Regions from separate parts of the Mus musculus genome. Here all the other regions are linked to region 3. A link is a contact called in public Hi-C and HiChIP or PLAC-seq data. All regions are on one chromosome and are shown on one strand. The core of a region is the stretch at or near the end of the contact, and the rest is flanking DNA. Distances in the headings are between cores, read along the strand shown. Region 1 has its middle 23 kb from the start of Mir8120. Region 2 has its middle 26 kb from the start of Ssr3. Region 3 overlaps Gm35039 (a long non-coding RNA gene). Region 4 has its middle 7.1 kb from the start of Gm34576. Region 5 overlaps Tiparp (TCDD-inducible poly(ADP-ribose) polymerase). Region 6 has its middle 5.5 kb from the start of Gm34924.

Region 1 (3,308 bases), core at 281-2,780, 290 kb before region 3:
TTAAGATGCACAAATAACCCAACAGAATGATCCCACTTCAATAAACGTCTTTTTTACTTCTGCTTGCTTGTTTTTTTCTTTTTTTCTCTTTCTTGAAGCAGACTGACAATCCAGTGTAAGGAAAGCTGGGGTGTAGGGTGACACAAATTATGCCCAATGATTATAATCATCTTGCTCTCGTAACCACACCTAGAGCAAAGGATCTGGCAATTTTATGGTGTGGAACTGAAGCAGCCTCCGGCCCCTTGGGGGTAGACACACAAAATAGAGGTTTCTGAGGTGCATTCCTGTGTTTTACAGATGGACGAGGAGGAGGCTGCAGAGAGCCTGAGGGCAGAAACTGTCTGGACAGACCACGCTATCAAAGAGCATTGGAAAGGCTGCTCTGCATCCTGTCCAGTTTCACACACAGTTCCTGGATGTCTCTCTGGGACCCCCAAAGGGCTCTACCACTGGGCTACTGATTCTACTTCTAGCTTCAACCCGATTCTCTGGAGTCAGAATCAAGCATATCTTTAAAAAAAAAAGAAAGAAAGAAAGAAAGAAAGAAAGAAAGAAAGAAAAAAAAAGAAAGAAAAAAGAAAGAAAGAGAAAGAAAAATTCTTCCGTTGGGTGTGATGGTGCATATCTGTGATCCCAGCCCCCAGGAGATAGAGTCAGGAGAGCCTGGCCAAGCCAAGCCTGATGTCACATGAGATCCTTTCTCATCCCCCCCCCCCCCAAAAAAAAACCCTAAAAAACAAACAACAACAAAACCAATCCAACCACTACCAACACCACGACTAAATGTCTTGGCCACTTGTCAGGACCACTGTGATCTAGAAATGTGAGCATGTGAAGTCATAAGTTGAGATCTTGTTAAATGTTAAATATGGTAAAGTTAAAGAGACCTACTGGGATAGATGCTTTAAATTTTAAAGGAAAACAAAATATACAAAGTCTTCTACCACCTGATGAAAACAGAGATGCTGTTTATTTGAGAATCTCATGGTATATTAGTAAATTTTAAATCATGATAATATAAACTCGAGCTGTCCAGAGACTAGGATGAAATCCTACACGCTGGAGCACAAACAACTGGGTGAGTTTGTATGCTATCTGTGTCACTAAAGTGTCCCCACAACCATCACCTGCATGACTGCCACCTTCATTATCTCCACTACCAGCATGCCTGCCTTGCCATTAATCTGCTGTTGGGAAAACAGTCCATGAAAGTAACGTTTTCTGGGGGCATTTGCTCTGTACTCAGGTCTCTGTCTTCCCAGCAGGTTGTAGAGTCCTGGGGTGGTATAAAATTGGAAAATGCAACATTTGTAAACCAATGCACAATTTAAACAATTTCTTGCTCTTTTTCAAATGATGCAGCATTACTTGCTGAGCTAGAATAGAAGGATCTAGGAAAGCAATTAACTTAGGAGGGTGAAAAATGTGACCCAAGGACAATGACGATAGCTGAAAACCCACAGGGAGTAACTCGATAAAGACGCCTAGGACGTAATTCATAACAGAGGACGTCGGAGTGTGGAGGAGTGTTGGGAAAGGTGATGACTCATATTCCCTGCACAGTGTACAAGCTCAAAATAGTGAGGCTGTTCCTACAGGCAAATGGGAGCTGCAGCCCCCGGCTAGGGATGATCTTTCGCTTTGTGCTGTCTGAGTCTAATACTACTTTTCATGGCAGTTGTGTGTTGCCCGTGGTCACTTTACAAGCAGAAGGGGCATTCATCTATGTGTGTGATCTGGAGGAAGTTTTCTAATTCCCTGAGCTTGTGTCTGCAAAACAGAGATGATGTAGATGAAGTTAGAAGTGAGTAATTTATGAGGTGAGTTCTTTAGTATATATGAGGAGTGCAGATCTAACAACTCTAAATGCTTGTATCTTTATCCACCCTCTCGACTTCCCTAGCAAATACTCACAATTACTTTCTAAAGTGTAGGAATGAAGACACCAAGGCTCCTCAAGGTTTAAAAAAAAAATCACACAATTTGTAGAAAACTTTCTAGTGTACAACCAGACTTCTTTAATGTGTGAATTGTGTTTTCCAACAGCTTAACATCAATAGAAGTTGAAAGCTGTCAATACAAACTACAAACACACAGGAAACCCCACAAGTCTGGAGTAACTGGGCCATTTCAAGAATGTAGTCATAGAATTTTCAAGTAATACAGTAACCAGAAAAATGAGTAACAAGGGCTGTCCGTTTAGGCCCAGATTTAGTTAATAGATAAAAATGATTAGCATATCTAAGAAGGTCTCATCTTGCCCACACACTGAATAGATGTTTTATAAATAAAAGAAACCTCCAGTATTGAAAAACAAATTATTTTCTCTGCTGAGTAAACCTCCCTTTCAAACATTCTTTGTTCTTCATCTACTAACTAAGCCCTTCATGAATATACTTCAGCCCAGTCTCTGTACAAATGATTTTTTTCAAAGTAGAGATTTAAAATGTCCAAATTAAAAAAGGTTTATTGTAAAGGTTAAAGTTTATAGTCAGCTTGATTTATTTATATTTTAAGTCTTCAGCAAATAATGTTTTGAATAACTGTAAATTTCTAAATATTTTCCAAATTTTAGATATCCAACTTGACACAAAAGATCTATTCTGGTATTTACTAAGATCTGTGAAGCGTCTGCTATGTCCTTTGTAACTATGCAGAGTTCTTGAGAAATGCAGACCCTTTTAAATATTTACACAATTTAGAACAGAAAGTGGCAGGCAGCAAATAAAGTGTTCAGGCTCTAGGCTTTGACAGGCCTGGTGTGGAGTCGGCTCTCAGTTACAGACCGGCGGCTCCCATTTACTTGGATGGATCAGACACGGCTCGGCTTGAGTGTGGAATCTTTTAGCTATTGCTGTTAATCCATGGAAAATACTTTAGTGTAATGTGTTCTCTTTTAAAGTTAATGAATTATTGCAATAAAGAACAATGGGATTTATTCAATATGGTGGCCCTGAACCATGCCAAATATTTTGTGGTTTTCTGGGAACACAACAAGGTAGTTATTGGTATCGTAATAAATGAGGGGCTTAGCGTTTCCCAGCTGCTGAACACATGATCATTACTTGGGAGGACAAATAGCAGGATTTTCTGTCCCTAAAGTGTAGCCTGCTCTAGATCTCCCTGCATAACTAGAGTGGACAACTGGTGGAGGTAATAAAAACCTATATTTCATTTATTCTCTTGATCAAATGAAGCTCTATTTAGCTGATATCTGTCCAGAGTCAGATTTTCCACAGCATGAAAGCTCTGTTTCAGGACTTTAGCTCTGTTTTGGTGCCTGTCTTCCTTTATAGAAGCTAATA
Region 2 (3,484 bases), core at 510-3,009, 500 kb before region 3:
CTAACCATTTAATTATATGAGCCTCTAGGGGCCATTCTTATTTGAACTAGCATACTACCCAAGTTTTGTTTGTTTTTGTTTTGTTTTTGAAAACAGGATTTCTCTGTGCAGTCCTGGAACTTGCTCTGTAGACCAGACTGGCCTCAAACTCAGTCACCTGCCTCTGCCTCCTAAGTTCTGGAATTAAAGGCGTGGGCCACCACTACTAGCTACAACACCCAAGTATTATTTAATGGATGCTGTGGACCAGAGAAGACTAGCAATAGGCTAGATACATTTCTAGGGGTGTAGCAATTGTTTTCCCTAAGTTCCACAGAAAACTAACAGTGGAGAGAAAATGATTTATGTGGATTTAAACAATACTTTTGCCAGAGGAGATTCCTAGATAGAGAGAAGAAGAGGAGAGAGCATTTTCCCTAACATAAGGACGTTTCAGAGCAGACAAGATGGTTTAGCAGGTTAAAGAAACCTGATGCCAAACTCTTGACCTGAGTCTGACCCCTGGGACTGGACCCAATGAGGTAGAGAAAGAAAACTGACTCTAGCCAAGTTCTTATGTGGCCTCAACATATGCACACACACACACTTTAATACTGTAATGAAGTGTGTGTCTGTTTGTTTTTTAAAGTGGCCAATGCTCTCTAGTTTAAAAAGGAAGGACATTTCAAATAGGATGCAATAGCTGGAGAGCACCTGGGATATTCAATATTGAATTGAGCAGGGGGTCGGGGGTGGAATGACTATTGTTACCTAAGCAACATGCTGGAGAGGTAGCTCAGTAGTTTAGGGCACTTGCCATTCTTCCAGAGGACCCAAGTTTGGTTCCTAGCACCTATGTCAGGTGGCTCACAACCAGCTGTAACTCCAACTCTATAGGCTCTGACACTTCTGGACTCTGAGGGCACCTGCACTCAGGTATTGTTCTCTCTCTCTCTCTCTCTCTCTCTCTCTCTCTCTCTCTCTCTCTCTCTTCCTCCCTCACACATACACACACACACACACACACACACACACACACATACACACCTCTTTAAAATGTTTTTTTAAAAAACCAAATTAACCAACAATTGGCCCTGGTTGCTTCTGACACTGAGCTCCACACACAAAGCAATCATCCAAGCATATCTGGTGACACTGTTGGCTGGTCAGGTCAGGCCTGGAAGCCAGCTGAAAGAGACAGAACTGCTCTTGGAGATCTTGTTCTATTTATCTTGCACTGCTCTGTGCCCAGCACAGCTTTACTTACATAGCTGATACTCAAAAATGTTTGTTGGGCCAAACTGATTGTCTGACATCTGTACAAACACAGCAAGGGTAGGGGCTTGGAGACAAGACAACACTTAGCAAAGTTTGTGCCCTCGAGAGGACATTGCTCAAGAGGAAGAGTGACTGTTAAACGTGGAAAAGAGGAAGATGTGGCTGTCGTGCTCCATCCCAGATCTCTTGATGAGACCACAACAAACCGTGCTGATTCTCAGTGCCAAGTAATGTGAACCAGATGAGGCCCAGAGCATTTACAGGAAAGGCAGGCTTGCTTAGGAAAGATAATTTGAGGTTATCACATTATTCATTTATACATTCATCTTGGGAAGGAACATTTTACTTAGGGTCACTCTTGGTCCCTCAGTGAGGTCGAGCCAGCTTGGATGCTATGGAGTGACTATACTTTTCAACTGTCTGCTTTCCATATGGCACTAATGAATTGTTAAAATCACGGTGAAATGCCTTCAGAGGAAGCACTTTCAAAGTAAGACAGTGTGTGATTTGAAGACAGAACAAAGACTTCCAGACACACAGATGCAAAAGGTACGCAAAGGGCAAAGTGCCATTTTAAAAGCTTGGTCCTTATAAACATTTCTCAGGCTCTCTGCTTCTCAGAAATAAAAGCTAGTAAGACTTTTGGTTTTACCCAACCAACCCAGGGCCCCATGCTTACTACTGAGCTAAATCCTCAGCCTCAAAATGTGCCTTTTGGTCTACACCTTGCTAAAGATCAAACACAGGACCCAGTCCACACTAGGGATGTGGCTGAAGACTTTTGTATTGACCTACCTCTATGTCATCTTTCGGTGCTTTTAGAGAGGAGACTCCTATGCAGCAGACAGCTAAACCTAATCGAATAACTGTGATTGTGCAGCGAAGGATGCACAGCTGTAGAGAGAGCCGAGACTATATAAAGACCAGGTTGAGTGTGTATACTCTCAGAGACCTGTAAGGAAAGGAACCTTAGAGCAGACAAAAATAAAAGCCATAGATGATTGGAAGAGACCCAAGCAAAGCTATCAGGCACTATAAACACCAAGAAAGATTCCCTCTAAAGAGTGAATTAAAATGAGCTTTCTAATATTTTCCATGATGGTGCTTTCTTTTGCTTTTTAGCCGTGAGAGTTTTAGAGAGTTCTGCGCTGGATTTAATGATTCAGAAACACACAAAGCCACCCAGAAGCTTCATGAGTGTATGAGTTTTGAGTAAGACTCTCATGCCTGTGCCCCCTACATCTAGTACTGACCACATGAACTCGCCATGAGGCAAGACATTTGCCCTCAGTTAGTGCTAGAAAACTGTCAGCCCAGGCCAGACAGGGCGGGGCTGTCTCCCAGGTTTGGCTTTGAGCACTGAAGGAATTACTTATCCTGTCTGCTTGTCCATCTGCCAGTAATTTTTTATTATCTAAATGAAGACTCCCAAGACTCGTACATTTTTTAAAATTTCATTTCTACTCTAAAAGCACTACTCATTAGTGAATTTACTATACAAATGCAAAAAAAAAAAAAAAAAACCCATAAACTGAAAAAAAAATCACTCAGTATATCAACATCAAGTCATTGGTATATAAAACGATTTTACATTACCTACCTATTTATTGGTATGCAGATTGTGCAAATGAGTTCATGCCAGGGTAGGTATGTAGAGACCAAAGGACATTTTGCAGGGGTCAGTTCTTTCCACCAAGCATGAAGCGGACTTTGGCCAGGTTTAGTATCAGGCACCTTTCCCCTAAGCACTGTTTCCCCGACCCAATGCCCAGTATTTTTAAGTGTGCTTCTTTTAGGACTTTATACATACTGCCCCCCACAACTATTTTATAAATTGTTTTATATGTCAATTTTCCCACTTGACATTGCATCACATTATCAGGGTTGGCATACAGACTAGTCCAATGGTTGCATTTTATAACCTAACTAGTAAGGTCCCTATAGTAAAATATAGGTATTGGTTTCTAATTTCTCACTGTGGTCCTAATTTACTTATTCTTAAGCTTTTTACAAATGTGTCAAAATATTTCATTCAAAAGACTAAGAAATATGAACATTTTGAAGCTACTGCTTTAATTGGTAAAATGGCTTTCCATACTGAGTCCTCTCGGTCTGTTCAGAGGACAGACTTTGGCATCTATCTATCTGGGCTGAATCCTGACTCCACAGCTGGATGCAAGCAAGCTCCCAGCACTGGTACGAATCTGTGGTGCTGCCTGCTCCCTTG
Region 3 (3,232 bases), core at 325-2,824:
TTTAGAAAGAATCAGGACGAATTCTTGTCGGAGGGAGTATGTGACCAGAGGTGGACTTTGAGGCTTCAAAAACACATCTTGCTCACTCTCTCTGCCTCTGTCTTGTGGGTAAGTTGTGAGCTCTCAGCTATGGCTCTCTACCAAGCCTGTCTACCTGCCTGCAGCCACGCTTCCTGCCATGATGAGCATGGACTCACCCTCTGAAACTGTAAGCCAACCCCAACTAAACGCCTTCCTTTATAAGTTGTCTTGGTCATGTGTCTCTTCACAGCAATAGAACAGTAACAAGGTGTTATCAAAGCGTCCTTTCAAATCTGTCTTTGTTTTTTTTTGTTTGTTTGTTTGTTTGTTTTGTGGGGTTTTTTTGTTTTTGTTTTTGTTTTTTGGGGTTTTTTTCAAGACAGGGTTTCTCTGTGTAGCCCTGGCTGTCCTGGAACTCACTTCATAGACGAGGCTTGTCTCGAACTCAGAAATCCGCCTGCCTCTGCCTCCTGAGTGCTGGGATTAAAGGCGTGCGCCACCACTGCCCGGCTGTCTTTGCTTCTTAAAGGTGGTTACATCTTACCATCCAAGGTTAGATAACCCTGGTGCTGGACAGAGGCTCTGCTGGGATTTACTAGGCTCTGCACCCCTAAATTGTGAGTCCAGGTTACTATGTTTCTTTCTTGTCTCTGTGAGAACAGCTAAGAAAAGCACCTTAACAAAGGAAGGGCTTATTTTGGGCCACTGTTTGAAGTGAAACCATTCTGGTGAGGAAATCATGGTAGCTGTAGCAGAAGACAGGTGTGTCTACAGTCAGGGGAGAGATGAACGCTGTCACTAAGCCTGCTGTCTCCATTTTTCCTTTTTAATCAGTCCAGGGGATCATGCTTCCTGAATCTAGGCTGTGTCTTCCCTCCTCAGGAAATCTGTCTGGAAATAAACCCACAGACACACCCAAATGTGTCTCCCAGGTGATTTCAAATCTAGGAAGGGTTAACTCAGCAGCTTAACCCGCAGTTACTTTAAGAAATGATTAAGTGAAGAACCACTTTAAATTCTCTGTGAAACTCTCATAGATGTATGTTTGTTGTACTTCTTAATATAAAAAATTAACATAGAATCTGCCAGGAATCCGGGTTTTTTTGGTCCAATTTCAAGAATCGCCTCCAGCACAGCTTTCTGGCATGGTTTCATCGTATAGTCCCTTCTCTCAACCACCACTGGGTTTTCCTTCTCTGTTATTTCTCTCAGCCATTAAGGCACTTGTCTCTTCTCTTATGGTCTTCTGTAAATATATGTCTTCTGTCAAGACACGGGAGGTATAAAAACTAGCTATGCTGAGTGCCTGAAGGTCTCTCCATTCTGCTGCCTCAAAAGCCTGCACAACTGTCTGCCCTTGGCATTTCTTCAAGATGGTATCCACTTAACTACAAAGCACCTTACCCCAGATATCACACAGTCCTGGCAAGAGAACATCTGCCCCGTTTGCACCCCTCTAAAAAGCATATCTTAGTCAAATGTACTACTGCTCTGAGTCACTCACAGCGCCTGCTCTCTTTTATTAGCAGGTGCTGACTCAGTCACAGCACCCCTTCCGGCTCTGAAAGCCCCGGTCCAGCCTAGACCAGTGCAGGGCAGCTGCTGTGGGGCATGCTGGGCACCGTAGCTTGTGAGTCACTCCCTAGCTTCCTTCATGCGGCTCTTTGTTCAGTGATGCCTAACATCTGTGCCTCTTTCCATCCCACAGGAAAACTTCATCCCCTCGGATGCCTGCAGTCATACTGCCTGTCAGTCATGAAGAGAGCTTTATTTCAAAAGATACTCAAAAATCAACAGGGGAAAACTTTTAGATTTTGAAAATTGTATAGGAAAGGAGAAGAAAGAGGCAGTTTTTGAACTTTGGCTTTGTGCTAGGCTGTGTCCAGAATTTGGAGATATATATGTTCCTAGCCTTCCTCTGAGCATGGCATATTTATGCCCAATTTTCAGATGAGAAAATAGGCCCAGAAGAGCTGATGAAGGACTTCCTTAAGTTGTTTGACACTTACGTACTTAGCCATTTCCTGCTGCTATAACGAATACCACAGTCTGGGTAATTTGCAAACAATAAACGTATAATAATACAAGACCAAAATGCGTGCAGGTTTAGCTTCTGGTAAGGGTCAAATATTGACTTCAACATTGGAGCCTGGAATCCGACATCTTCCAGAGGTAGAAAATGCTATTCTTCATGTGGCAATAGAGTGGAAGAGAGAGAGCCCACGCCCATGGACCGGTAGAGCTGCATCAATCAGTGCCCCCTTCTTTGTGACTCAAACACTTCCCATTATACCCGACTTCGCAACTCCACTGCACTGAGGACTTAGTTTCAAAATACATTTTAGAGAGAAACTCAGCCATAGCAACCATTAAGCGAGGAATTCTAGCCTAGTATAATAGATAATTGGACTGTCTCATGTTCATGTTCCCACAGGCCAGGTGTAGTGACTCATGCCTGTAATTCCAAAATTTAGGAGAATAAGGCTGGTCCTTCAAAGGTAGCCAGGGCTACACAGTAAGTACCTGGCCAGCCTGGGCTGTGTAGTGAGATCTTGTCTAGAAGGAAGAAAGGAAGGAAGAAAGGAAGGAAGGAAGGAAGGAAGGAAGGAAGGAAGGAAGGAAGGACCAATAAATAGTCACTTGTGGTGGCACGTGCCTTTAATCCCAACACTTTTGGAGGAAAAAGCAAGAAGATCTCTGAGTTCAAGGCCAGCCTGGTCTACAAAACCAGGATTATATAATATATATATATATATATATATATATATATATATATATAGTATAATATAATTAATATATAATATTATATAACACTATATTTATATTATATAATTTATTATACTATAATGTAATAATTTCTTTATATTTATTATATATTGCCTAGAAACCCTAGGTATACAGGCTCCTATAGTGAAGAAACATAAGGGAACTCTATGGTCAGAGAACCTGGATCCAAACCCCAGTCTTGTTACTTGTAGCTGACCTTGGACCAATTGCATAACTTCATGGGGCACCTGTCTATACTGATGACTGTTGGAAGGGGAAAATTAACCTGATGCAGAATGATGAGCAGGTAACAAGTAGTAGCTATTATTACCCAAATTGTACACTATGTTCTCGCTATTCCATTACAGGATAGATATTTCAGGACCAAATAGTGGTACTTTTATTTCCCCTATCGTTTGGAAACCCTTCACATGGGACAGTAGGT
Region 4 (3,071 bases), core at 442-2,941, 480 kb before region 3:
AGAATTCCATTTTAATAAAATCAAAATGACTAATAGTTCGGCTTTTCATCACAATCCTCCAGCCTCTCCATACACTAAGACAGAGCCGAAGTGGGATGATCTGGCCTTTCATTCCCATTATTACTTTATTATTATTTTTTTTAATAAAAGCAAAGCAGTCACGCCAGAGGCCCTGAAAGATGGCCTTTGCGTGGGCCAGTGCAGGTTCTCAGCATGTGCTCTGTTCCCATGTCCTGTCTGTGACCTCATTGTGAGACAGAAAATAATCTGGTCCAGGGATCAAAGCCTGAAATGTATTCTCATTTCCCCACATTCAAAACAAAGCAACTCCGGGCAAAGGATGAATTTCTATCCCATGGTTCTGATGAATAAAAAAAAATACAAAACTCAAACCCAATCTGGCACAACAATATATTCTTAAAGTAGATACCAATGATCAGTGACTTAAAAATAAACATTCATGCGTGTTTCTGTACATAAACTCATAGTCATATGTATACAGATGTTAGCATTTATAACAGATTCAAGCTGCCTATAAGGGAATTAAAATGCAATTAAAATGCAAATACTACTAGTTCACTTCCACATGTGCGCTAACTACTTCACCTTTATATGGTCCTTGTTTTTGTAAAAATTTCAAAGTTTCTAGTTAATCATAAAGCCAAAACAAACAAACAAAAAACAAAACCAACAAAATAAATAAAGAAGATTAGGAATCTTCTGTTGCCAGTCACAGGGTAACAGGCTCCTTCACCTGGTTGAACTGCAGATTTCAAAAATACCTAGCAGTTTAGGGTTCCATCTGCCTGCTCAGTTGGATCTGTTTTGTTTTGCTTAATCGGGGAAATGCCCATATAATCTGCGTATCTGGCATCCCTTGAAAAATCAGGCCTGGCAACACTGGGCACAGATTCCTGCTTGAGCTGCAGTTTCTAGCCCCTGAGGACAGCCATCCCTGCCGACTTCCCCAGCAGGCTTCACTCAGCCTGTCTGGCCCTGGGGGCTAGAGTTTAGAATCGCTCATTTATAAGTAGGGTTTGTGAACAGCCAACATTCACTGTCCTCATTACCATCCCGGGGAAAATCTGGCCAAGTAACTACACTGGAACACTGAGAAGCAGTTTCCTCTCAGCAAAGTGAAAGCAGCTGGCTCACCCAGCTTGGCTCGTTGGGTTTGTGGGAGCTGGGTGTACCCTCATTTAAAGACTTCACATGCCTCAGATGTGCAAGCGACAAATCCGCTGTGTCCACTCCACTTCCCAAACTCTGCAGCTGGTCTTTAGTTGGTAGACTCTTGGCTCAGTCCCTGGGAGACTCATTTCAAGTGCTTAGAGAGGCACCCGTGGTGGTCCAGTTTGCTAGGCCAGTCTTCTGTCCAGGTTGCTAGTGGTTAGAGCCGAAGATCCCCTGAGCCAAAGGGTCGAAAGAATGAATAAGGCACATGGCAAAGAGAGATGTTATCTGGAGAATCAAGTTATGTCTTATAAAATAACAGAGTATTTCTCATTTTAGAGGTGAGGAACAGCCCAGCCCTCTGAGCTTTTATTTATGCAATAAATATTTATTAGACACCAACTTTGTGTTACTCATTGTGATGAACTGGAAACGCAGTAATGACTAGGCTTGGCCCCTGCCCTGGAGAAGTTCATAGGGGAGGGAATTAATCTGCATACTTATAATTCCACAGCAATGTGGGAAGTGACTGGCACCAGCTTAGCGGTGGGCGGAGTTAGAGATCAGTGCTTCAGAACTGGCTAGAAGACTCTACAATATTCCCACCTGATTCCATTCTCTGTCTTGAAACTTACAAAAACAGATTTTTAAAAAAATGTTCTATCACCCACCCCACCCCCCAAACTACCCACACCAAGAAGAGGTACCAAGGCGAGTGGGAGCCCACAGGGAATCCCCAGAGCTTGTGATATCAGGGTTGGGTGGGCACACCCATCCTGGGCTCTGTTGGATGCAAAGGGGCCACTGCTACTCAGCTAGAAACTAGAATTGTTTTAAACATTCATTTTTAAAGTTAGAATTCAAAAACAGTTTAAAAACCCAATATGGATACATTTAAAATAAACTCTCACTGGGAAGTTAAGTTCCTTAGTCTTTGAACTTCACCAGAAGTCTCCCTAAACCTCCTACGCTTTGGGAAATTGAATACATTGTAAACTTGAACACATTCTTAAAAAAGAATCCTCTTAAAGACATAAGTGACTGAGAAACAGTTTGTCTCTCCCGAATCTAATTCTTATGATTCTGATTCACCGCAGGTACTCTGACTTTAAGTCGCCACCGGTCCCTGGCACTTGTCATTTACTTCCAGGCTGGTTTTGCTGCCGTGCCCGGCCGGGTGACTTATCTTTCACTGTCTGCAAAGATTTCCTTCTCTGTTACTCACAGGTGTCCTGTTTGCCCTGCCCAGATTGAGCCAACCACATGAAAGGTTTTGTTTTGATTTTCCATCTCTCTGCCCTCCACACTGCTTCCTTTTTATCCAGCTGCAGCTGAAGAGAAACACATGAGCCGAGAATGGACAGCCTCCCTGGCTTTGGCTTTGAGGGGTTTCTTTCTTTCTTTCTTTCTTTTTTTTTTTTTTTTAGTTTGTTGTTGTTGTTCTGAGAAAATATTTTCATTCTTTAATTATTTTACTGCAACTGCTCCTCTCATTAGGATCCAATTTATGCACAATACGTCGAATTAATTTTAATTACCAGCCATGGACTCTTAACTTCCCTTAGCAACATTGCAGAAGGGACTTCAGCTTCTTCTGTAATGTCTTCTATCCTCTGCTTCTAAATGGTATACGCTACAAAGCCAAGGATGCAAACTGGTGCCTCTAACACAATATCCATATTTTAAGTGTTCTAATATGTTGAAATGCTTTAGGTAAAACTTACTTTCGTTTCTCTAGTCTCTTCCTTGTAACCATTAAAAAAAAAAAAGTGGCATCACCAACTCTGACTCTCCTCTGGAAATGCATTGTCCCTCAGGAACATAAGGAATGTTTCATGCTGGAGTTTTAAGCTGAAGCCTTAATAATTAGTAATGCCTAAACGTGATCTAATTTTATG
Region 5 (3,341 bases), core at 487-2,986, 370 kb before region 3:
CCATTATAAAAACAAGATAGGTGATAAAAGTAGGAGGCCTCAAGTTTTAAGCCAGCCTGGGATACATACCAAATTGCAGACCAGTTGGGGAAACCAAGGAAGACCCTGTCTTAAAACAAGGACACAAAACTTGAAAATAAGAAGAATCTCTCAGAATTAAAATTCAAAATCATTTTGTAATAAGGTCAATTTTAGAAATATATTGGCTTGTGTTTTCTTCCAAGTTCATATGTGAAAATGAAATTGTTACCTTAGTTTTTCTTTCTTTAATTAGAAGTAATAAAAAACGCAATTGCTGGGATTTCACTCGCACAGCTGGAGCTAGTGTCTCCATCCAGTAGTTAGGAACATGCTGTCCTCCTGATGAGACAGTAGAACTCATTAGTGAGACCAGCAGCTTGGCATGCTGAGCTAACAGAAGCAAGATGTGGCTCCTTTGGAAGGATAAAATTCCTTTTTCAAATGCTGCATTGTTGGAAAAGTTTTAAATAGTGAAAAGAAATACTTTAAGAGATTATGCCTTTAAAAAAACGTATACTCATTTTAAAAGTATAAAATATAAAAATAATATAAGCATAAATATGATATAGAATGAAGAATTACAACAAAAGAAAATAATTATTTGCTTTTTCTTTTCAAAAATTGTTTTAGTCTTCCTGTCTGAAACAGTGATAATACAGGTCTAAAATGAGAGATCAGCAAATCAGTGAGAATAGGGAGATGTTTGAAGAAGAAAAGCACAAAATAAATTGACAGGGTGAAATGTTAAATACAGCATCCTATCTGCTCTCTGGTCTACAGCTACAGGACATTCCCTCCTAATAGGGATAAGGAACAAAGGGCATTGGTTCCAAAAGCAGATTTCACAGGTCATGATCTTAGCTACAGAGAATGCTTCGTGTTTTCCATTTAACTATTAAATTCAAAGAACCAAAGGAAACAAGAGATGTGGGTCATACAATTCCAGCAAATTCCATTGTATAAAGAGTGTTTCTGATACTGATAAAAGGAATCCTGTTCTTTAATATCCCTAGAATACCTGAGCTGAAGTAGCATAAGCAACAAATCAAATTCAGGGGCTTGAGGGGCTGTGTCTCAGAGCTGAAAGGATATCTATTTCATGTAACCGTCTCATGGTTATAAGAATGCCAAACATAGTTTCTTTGACTCTTTCCCTAGAGGGATAAAATTAATCCAATTTTATTTCAATACTGAAATTGGTTTAGGAAACATTTCAAAATGGTAAAGGGGAGGCAAGGATAATAAGGTTGGAATCTGAAAAGCTATAAACAAGTATACTATTGTGATACTATAAGGTGAATAGAAACAGTGTTCTCAGAAAATAGTGGTACATTTTAACATTGCTTAGAACACATACATACATACTTTAAAATGGCAAGTATAAGTATAAAAGTCCATCATGATACATGCCTTTGTATATGTTTCAGTAAAGTTAGAATATTAGCCTGATGAAAGTATGTATATGTGGGAGTCGGTGTTATCCATGTAGGGAATTTAGAATATCTGCATATTTGTGCTTATTGTTGCACTAATAAATAATCATCCTACATGCTCATCAACAGAGAAAAATGTGTTATATGTATGCTTGGTTTTACTCGTCCACAAAGGAAAAGAAAGTCTTTTGAAAGGAAATGGATAGTCCTGGAGCTCATATTAAAGGAAATAAGCCAGCGTCACACAAACAGTTATTGCATGTTTTGTCTTCTATAGGATCAGATTAAGCAATATATCTGTAAGACAGGCATGAAAGTGGAACAGGAAGTCTAGGAGGAGGATGGGGGACAGTAAACAGACACGGAATGAACAAAGTACAAAGGCATACATGTGAATTATTTACTTCTCTCGTTGCTTTAACAAAAAACCTGACAAAAGCAAAACTTAAGGAAGGAACAGTCTGTTGTGGCTCTTGGTTTAAGGTACAGTTGATCGTGGCAGGGAAGTTATGATAGAAGCTATGTGAGATAGCTGCTCGTGTTACATCTACAGCCAGAAAATAAAGAAAAGAATGTTTGCTGTCTTTCTTTTTATTCAGTCTTGAGACTCAGACCAGCCATGGGAACATCTTTACAGAATGCAAAAAGGTTTATTTCCTGTGTTATTCTGAATCCTGTAAGATGAACCATCATAGGCAACTATAACATAATGAAACCCATTCTGAATGCCAGATGTAAATAACAAATAAGTCTTAGTAGAATGTTGGGGAAGAGTCTTACCTTGTTGGAAATGTCAAACCCTAACAGTAATGGAAAGCCAGGTAGGCTAGTACCTACCTTGGCAAATCAGGGTAGGAGTTAGGGGCTAAATGGAGGCTCTTCTGTAATTTGTTCAGAACAGTGATGATACTTTAAGAAGAGCCAGAGTTTTTTGAGACTGATTAAAGCAGTGGAGCGTCTCTTTAGAAAAGCATACCAGTGAAAAACATTTTAACAGGAAAATAAACCTGTGCCAAGTCTCCAAAGGAATTTGTCAGCTCTCAGAAAATGATCCAAAACACAAGAAATATGAGTCTTTTGTTGTAATAGACGGAGGGACTACTTAAATCTGCCCCTGAATTTCAGATGAGGGTGGTAGGGGTCCTAAGTCCACTCACTTAGAGCTTTGTCTTACAAAAGGGCTTTGGGGAGCATTGAATTGAAGGCACAGCTACTTACATGAAGCTGTCAGGGATTAGAGAGGGCAATTGTGTTTCTATAGCATTAACTTAATAAGCCATCTTCTTACTAAGGAGTAGTGGCAATACCAGTAACAGTGCTAAGAGTCAGACAAATCAGCCTGGATCTACCATATTAGTAGCTTTATTTTATTGTAAATTGTGAAATGTGGAAGTGGAAAGAAATAAGCCTGGATTTTAAAATATGTCTGCTATATCAGGACAGAATCATTAACTACTCTGAACTGTTTGTTTATTTGAGGAGGGGGATAATCAAACCATATTGCAGTTCGTGTGGCAGGGACATTGTGAATGAAATATATAGTGTGTGCTCAGTGGGCGACTAATGACAGCGGTGATATGTACTTTAGAGACGAATGTTCATATACAACTATAACCTCTGGGTCACAAAACTCTTTTGAAAATGTCAATTTCCAAATCCACTTGGCAGGCATTACTCCTTCCTTGTGACCACCATGTACTGATGAGCGAGTGTTACAATACCCTGACACTGAAACTAGGTCTCAGGGTCAGGATTTCCTGATTCTTTGCTTCTTCCCTTTTCCTTGTTTTGAAAAAGCTAAAAAGTATGATTTAAATATATGAACCAGACAGGAAAAAGTAAACCTATTATTTATGTAATTCATCTTTGAAAGTAACAAAGTTGAAT
Region 6 (3,498 bases), core at 694-3,193, 340 kb before region 3:
AGGGAAAGAAAGAGTCAAAAAGAGTCCAGAGCTAGACAAAAAGAGGCCTTGAGCTCTATTAAATCACACTACAGTCTGTCTGTCTTTCTTTCTTTCTTTCTCTCTCTCTCTCTCTCTCTCTCTCTCTCTCTCTCTCTCTTTCTTTTTTTTTCTGAGACAGGGTTTCTCTGTGCACCCCTGGCTGTCCTGGAACTCACTCTGTAGACCAGGCTGGCCTCGAACTCAGAAATCTGCCTGCCTCTGCCTTCCGAGTGCTGGGATTAAAGGCGTGCACCACCACCACCCGGCTCACACTTCAGTCTTGATTGCACTCAGAGAGCTTTTAAGAATACTGATGCCTATGTTACCCTAGATTGACTAAATCCTACTTTCTTGAGTGTATGTGTGTGTTTGTGAGAGAGAAAGAGAGAAACAGAGAGAGACAGAGAGACAGAGACAGAAAGAAGGAGGGAGGGAGAGGGGCAAAAGGGGGGGGGGAAGTGTAGTTGATTGAATGCTATAGGGTATCAGGATTTTAGAGCAAGCAATACCATACATAGCCTAAGTTGAGAACCAGGACTATAAATGAGCAAGTGACCGCCCAACTTATTTGCATAGAGCATGCTCTTCAGCACGGATCATGCCTATTCTTCTTAAATGCACTTTTCATGTCAATTTGATATTCAAAATCAGAATTATTTAAAAGCTTTTATGCGCCAGAGGCCATGTGATAGGCATTGGACTGTCACCCCCTGCCCCACCCAGGGGGCTGTGGGTGTAGGCAGATGAAACATGCCCTTTGTTCCCTGGACAGCTGGGTGAAAAGCTTATCCCTGTGAAGTTAAGAGCCCTGGGCAGAGGGCACCTCTTTCACAGGCCACAGGACCTTGGAGTCCCTGAAGAGAGTTGCCTGCAGAGTGTGTGCAGTGCGCATGCCTTTTCCCACCCTCCCTTACTAATGGGGGAACCGAGGGATATTTTTACTTATAAGATGAAAAGATGAACTTTCCACATCGTGACGGCTGGCAGACGAATCCTTCCAACGGAGCTCTACAGTACGATTTTGCTCTGTCTGTACTAGCTTTTTGAAGTCTGTACCCAGCTACTAAAGTGTCATAATTAGGAAGAAAAAAAATCTCTTCTCTCATGCCTCCCCACTAAAGTCCCTGCCACCATCTTCAAAGTGTCCAAATGTTGCTGTGACACGTCTGTGGTTGTTGTTCATCAAGTGTCTGAATTTCAGAGCTGTTCCAAGTCTCTAAAATATGTAGTTAAAAGGGATTCCAACCATGAGACATAAACACAACTAAAATCGGCCCTCCAGATATGTTTATGTGCAGTTCCATCCCCCAGGTTTTAGTCAATAAAATATTCAGCCATTTTTAGTGGAATGGACCAAGCACTTCCTGTAGAGGATACAAGAGAGTGGACACTACCGTTATGCAAACGCAGTGGCCGGCGGTTCCTGCTGTGGACAGACTCAGTGTAGCCTTAAAGCTTTTTTTGAGACAAGGTTTCTCTGTGTAACCCTGGTTGTCCTGGAGCTCACTCTTAATGCTTATTTTTGAGTGTGTTCTGTTTTACAACTTCCTACCCAATACACAGGAACCGAGGTACTCCTTTTCTGAATTAAAAATTTCAGGAAGCCTGGTGTGGAGGGGAGGGGTGGAATAGGGTGGGGGGGGGGGCGGATAGGGGACTCTACCATCCACTCTCCCACCTTCCCCAAGACGGTACCAGAAAGAGGCCTCCTGCGTTCGTCCAGCGACTACAAACTCGCTGGATTAGATCGCTTTCCTAGGTGATAGCCCAGGCTTTCCCCTCAATTGGATGATGAGTAATCACTTGAAAGGAAGAATTTAACACGGAGATCTTCCGCTTTAACGACAAGAACTGGGGTGTATGTAAATTACAGTCTTTCACTTCTCCGGCTGTGCAGATGTGACTCAGAATTCACACCACAGCTAATGCGGAGAGCGAGCTGGCTTCCACGTACACAAGTGTGCCAGCGTGTGGGTGGCCCAGGGCCGCCCTCCCAGGGTTTGAGTCCGCGCGTGCGTGTGTGTTCGGTGGGGGGAAGGGGATGTAGACAAAGCTGACTCCTGACAACTTACAAGAATATGTAACTAGCAAACCGTCTCAACAGCCTCAGCGGTCAAAACCTGCATTCCCTCAGCCTTAGAAAAGGACTGTGCTTAGCAAACTCAGTTGAGAGGGGCCAGCCATTCCAGTGGCTGCGGGATTCTCAGAGCAAGTGCGCCTCACCCAAGGTCCTGCTTGGAAACAAACAAGCTGGCCTTCGATCACAGGAAGGGAGTGGAACCTCCCTCAATGTGTCGGTTTTAATCTTGGTTCTGGGGGACATTAACTCCCTCTTCGTGGATCACTGATTGCTTTCAAAATACCAGGAATCATTATTTTACCTTACAGGGTTATTGTATGCTAGGACTAATTTAGCTAAGGCTTGTAGAAGCCAGTAGATGCTGAATGACCTTATTAGTTCCCCTTTAAAAAGCTCTTTAGCATCCCTGGGCAGCTGATTTGATGAGAAGTGCCTACTTACTGTGACCCTCATGTGTAGTCCTTCTTCGAACTCAACCTCCCAGGGCTTTTTAGTCCCTTTGATGAATAAGTACTGCTTCCAAATGAACCAAACAGTAAGCAGGGATGTGAATTTTGTCTGTGGGAAAAAAAGAAAATCAACCCCAGTGTTCAAGGGGGAAAAATCATGCTAATTAGAAGGGAGACAAACAGTGAGCCTTTTAGAGATGGGACAGGCGAAGGTCTGGCTTTTAAGTGTAACCTAAAGTGATGGAGATTCAAGTTGAAGAACTTGCTCATGTCCTCAAGATCCTTCCCAAGGCACTGTCACCATCCCCTTCCTTTCTCCTCTCTGCTCTTCTCTCAGTGCCAAACAGAACAGCTATAGGCATGAGCCTGTGCAAGACACATCTGTGCATCTTGGGTGGTGCAGCAAGCACAGAGTTCAGGCATGCCCCTCTCTGCTCTGCCATGGCACATTCTGCTCCTTGGAGGGAAGTAATCTCAGAATTACTATACTCCCAGAAGCCAGCCCTCAGCAAAGAGTCTCCTGGACCTCCATGCAATCTCTCTGTCTGTCTCTGGGGATACACCAGGGTGTGCCCAGCTCATTTTGCATGACGGTTTTAAAGCTGCTGTTTATGAGTGTTTTAAATTTTTTACTTAATAAAGGAACCGATGCTTTACAACTGGAGATCAGTTGCTGATTAGCATCCATTCCGCCAACGGTTGTAGCTGCTGCTCATCTTTCCGAGGTCTGTGAGCCCACAGCTGTCTCTCCTCTCCTGTGTTTTCTCTGAAGCAGTGTGTCTCTGCACTTCCCTCCAACTTTGTTTTGGCTTAGTAATTCTATCTTGCTTACACAATTGCTCAGTCTTTATCCTCCTGTTTTTGATTACCAACTGGTGTTTATTTTAAATGCAGTTACTGGCCAATTAAATAGAAATTAGCTACATTTAAAGACAGGATTCCAGCTTA

The links. Hi-C and Micro-C count contacts between places; a contact is called where the count stands out from the background. HiChIP or PLAC-seq counts read pairs in DNA pulled down with a chosen protein or histone mark.
Region 1: a contact with region 3 is called in a Hi-C map of the C2C12 cell line, with 3 times the contacts expected there. The contact joins two enhancer-like sites. A contact is called at or near these places in 2 of 15 datasets of contacts at CTCF or cohesin (CD8 T cells and the NIH/3T3 cell line), 12 of 484 Hi-C or Micro-C datasets (the C2C12 cell line, the Patski cell line, Sertoli cells and 7 more), 4 of 115 datasets of contacts at active chromatin or transcription factors (embryonic stem cells, extraembryonic endoderm stem cells, fibro-adipogenic progenitors and 1 more) and 1 of 9 other capture datasets (embryonic stem cells).
Region 2: a Hi-C map of bone marrow-derived macrophages shows a contact between it and region 3, with 17 read pairs. The contact joins two enhancer-like sites. A contact is called at or near these places in 1 of 15 datasets of contacts at CTCF or cohesin (the NIH/3T3 cell line), 2 of 484 Hi-C or Micro-C datasets (CD4 T cells and bone marrow-derived macrophages), 5 of 115 datasets of contacts at active chromatin or transcription factors (the NIH/3T3 cell line, embryonic basal ganglia, embryonic limb bud and 2 more) and 1 of 9 other capture datasets (embryonic stem cells).
Region 4: an H3K27ac HiChIP or PLAC-seq map of a colorectal cancer cell line shows a contact between it and region 3, with 8 times the contacts expected there. The contact joins two enhancer-like sites. A contact is called at or near these places in 2 of 15 datasets of contacts at CTCF or cohesin (the NIH/3T3 cell line and large pre-B cells), 10 of 484 Hi-C or Micro-C datasets (LSK cells, Sertoli cells, Th1 cells and 6 more), 16 of 115 datasets of contacts at active chromatin or transcription factors (the NIH/3T3 cell line, VIP interneurons, acute myeloid leukemia and 12 more) and 1 of 9 other capture datasets (embryonic stem cells).
Region 5: a Hi-C map of bone marrow-derived macrophages shows a contact between it and region 3, with 20 read pairs. The contact joins two enhancer-like sites. A contact is called at or near these places in 3 of 15 datasets of contacts at CTCF or cohesin (the NIH/3T3 cell line and large pre-B cells), 16 of 484 Hi-C or Micro-C datasets (bone marrow-derived macrophages, cerebral cortex, cortical neurons and 7 more), 8 of 115 datasets of contacts at active chromatin or transcription factors (cardiomyocytes, embryonic basal ganglia, embryonic limb bud and 5 more) and 3 of 9 other capture datasets (adipose tissue, embryonic stem cells and liver).
Region 6: a contact with region 3 is called in a Hi-C map of the N1E-115 cell line, with 4 times the contacts expected there. The contact joins two enhancer-like sites. A contact is called at or near these places in 1 of 15 datasets of contacts at CTCF or cohesin (the NIH/3T3 cell line), 9 of 484 Hi-C or Micro-C datasets (the N1E-115 cell line, Th1 cells, bone marrow-derived macrophages and 5 more), 10 of 115 datasets of contacts at active chromatin or transcription factors (CD8 T cells, bone marrow-derived macrophages, effector CD8 T cells and 5 more) and 1 of 9 other capture datasets (embryonic stem cells).

Annotation. Positions count from the first base shown.
Region 1 is chr3:65,634,616-65,637,923 of GRCm38.p6, forward strand. No RefSeq gene overlaps it. Among named protein-coding and RNA genes, the nearest start is that of Mir8120, 23 kb to the right of the region's middle. Within about 2 kb of position 1,531, at least 59 of the 459 cell types and tissues checked have an H3K27ac peak or open chromatin away from gene starts, as enhancers often do. A contact at or near this core is called in the C2C12 cell line, muscle stem cells and pancreatic cancer cells, where this site is marked.
Region 2 is chr3:65,416,957-65,420,440 of GRCm38.p6, forward strand. No RefSeq gene overlaps it. Among named protein-coding and RNA genes, the nearest start is that of Ssr3, 26 kb to the left of the region's middle. Within about 2 kb of position 1,760, at least 36 of the 459 cell types and tissues checked have an H3K27ac peak or open chromatin away from gene starts, as enhancers often do. A contact at or near this core is called in bone marrow-derived macrophages, where this site is marked.
Region 3 is chr3:65,921,082-65,924,313 of GRCm38.p6, forward strand. Gm35039 (a long non-coding RNA gene) reads right to left here. Exons shown (of 2, transcript XR_375721.3): 2 at 3,164-3,232. Among named protein-coding and RNA genes, the nearest start is that of Gm35039, 5.6 kb to the right of the region's middle. Within about 2 kb of position 1,575, at least 98 of the 459 cell types and tissues checked have an H3K27ac peak or open chromatin away from gene starts, as enhancers often do. A contact at or near this core is called in the C2C12 cell line, CD8 T cells, the N1E-115 cell line and 9 more, where this site is marked.
Region 4 is chr3:65,440,775-65,443,845 of GRCm38.p6, forward strand. No RefSeq gene overlaps it. Among named protein-coding and RNA genes, the nearest start is that of Gm34576, 7.1 kb to the right of the region's middle. Within about 2 kb of position 1,692, at least 175 of the 459 cell types and tissues checked have an H3K27ac peak or open chromatin away from gene starts, as enhancers often do. A contact at or near this core is called in bone marrow-derived macrophages, cerebral cortex, a colorectal cancer cell line and 3 more, where this site is marked.
Region 5 is chr3:65,548,180-65,551,520 of GRCm38.p6, forward strand. All of the region lies in intron 4 of Tiparp (TCDD-inducible poly(ADP-ribose) polymerase), which reads left to right. Among named protein-coding and RNA genes, the nearest start is that of 4931440P22Rik, 20 kb to the left of the region's middle. Within about 2 kb of position 1,737, at least 7 of the 459 cell types and tissues checked have an H3K27ac peak or open chromatin away from gene starts, as enhancers often do. A contact at or near this core is called in bone marrow-derived macrophages, where this site is marked.
Region 6 is chr3:65,584,603-65,588,100 of GRCm38.p6, forward strand. No RefSeq gene overlaps it. Among named protein-coding and RNA genes, the nearest start is that of Gm34924, 5.5 kb to the left of the region's middle. Within about 2 kb of position 1,944, at least 182 of the 459 cell types and tissues checked have an H3K27ac peak or open chromatin away from gene starts, as enhancers often do. A contact at or near this core is called in CD8 T cells, the N1E-115 cell line, Th1 cells and 5 more, where this site is marked.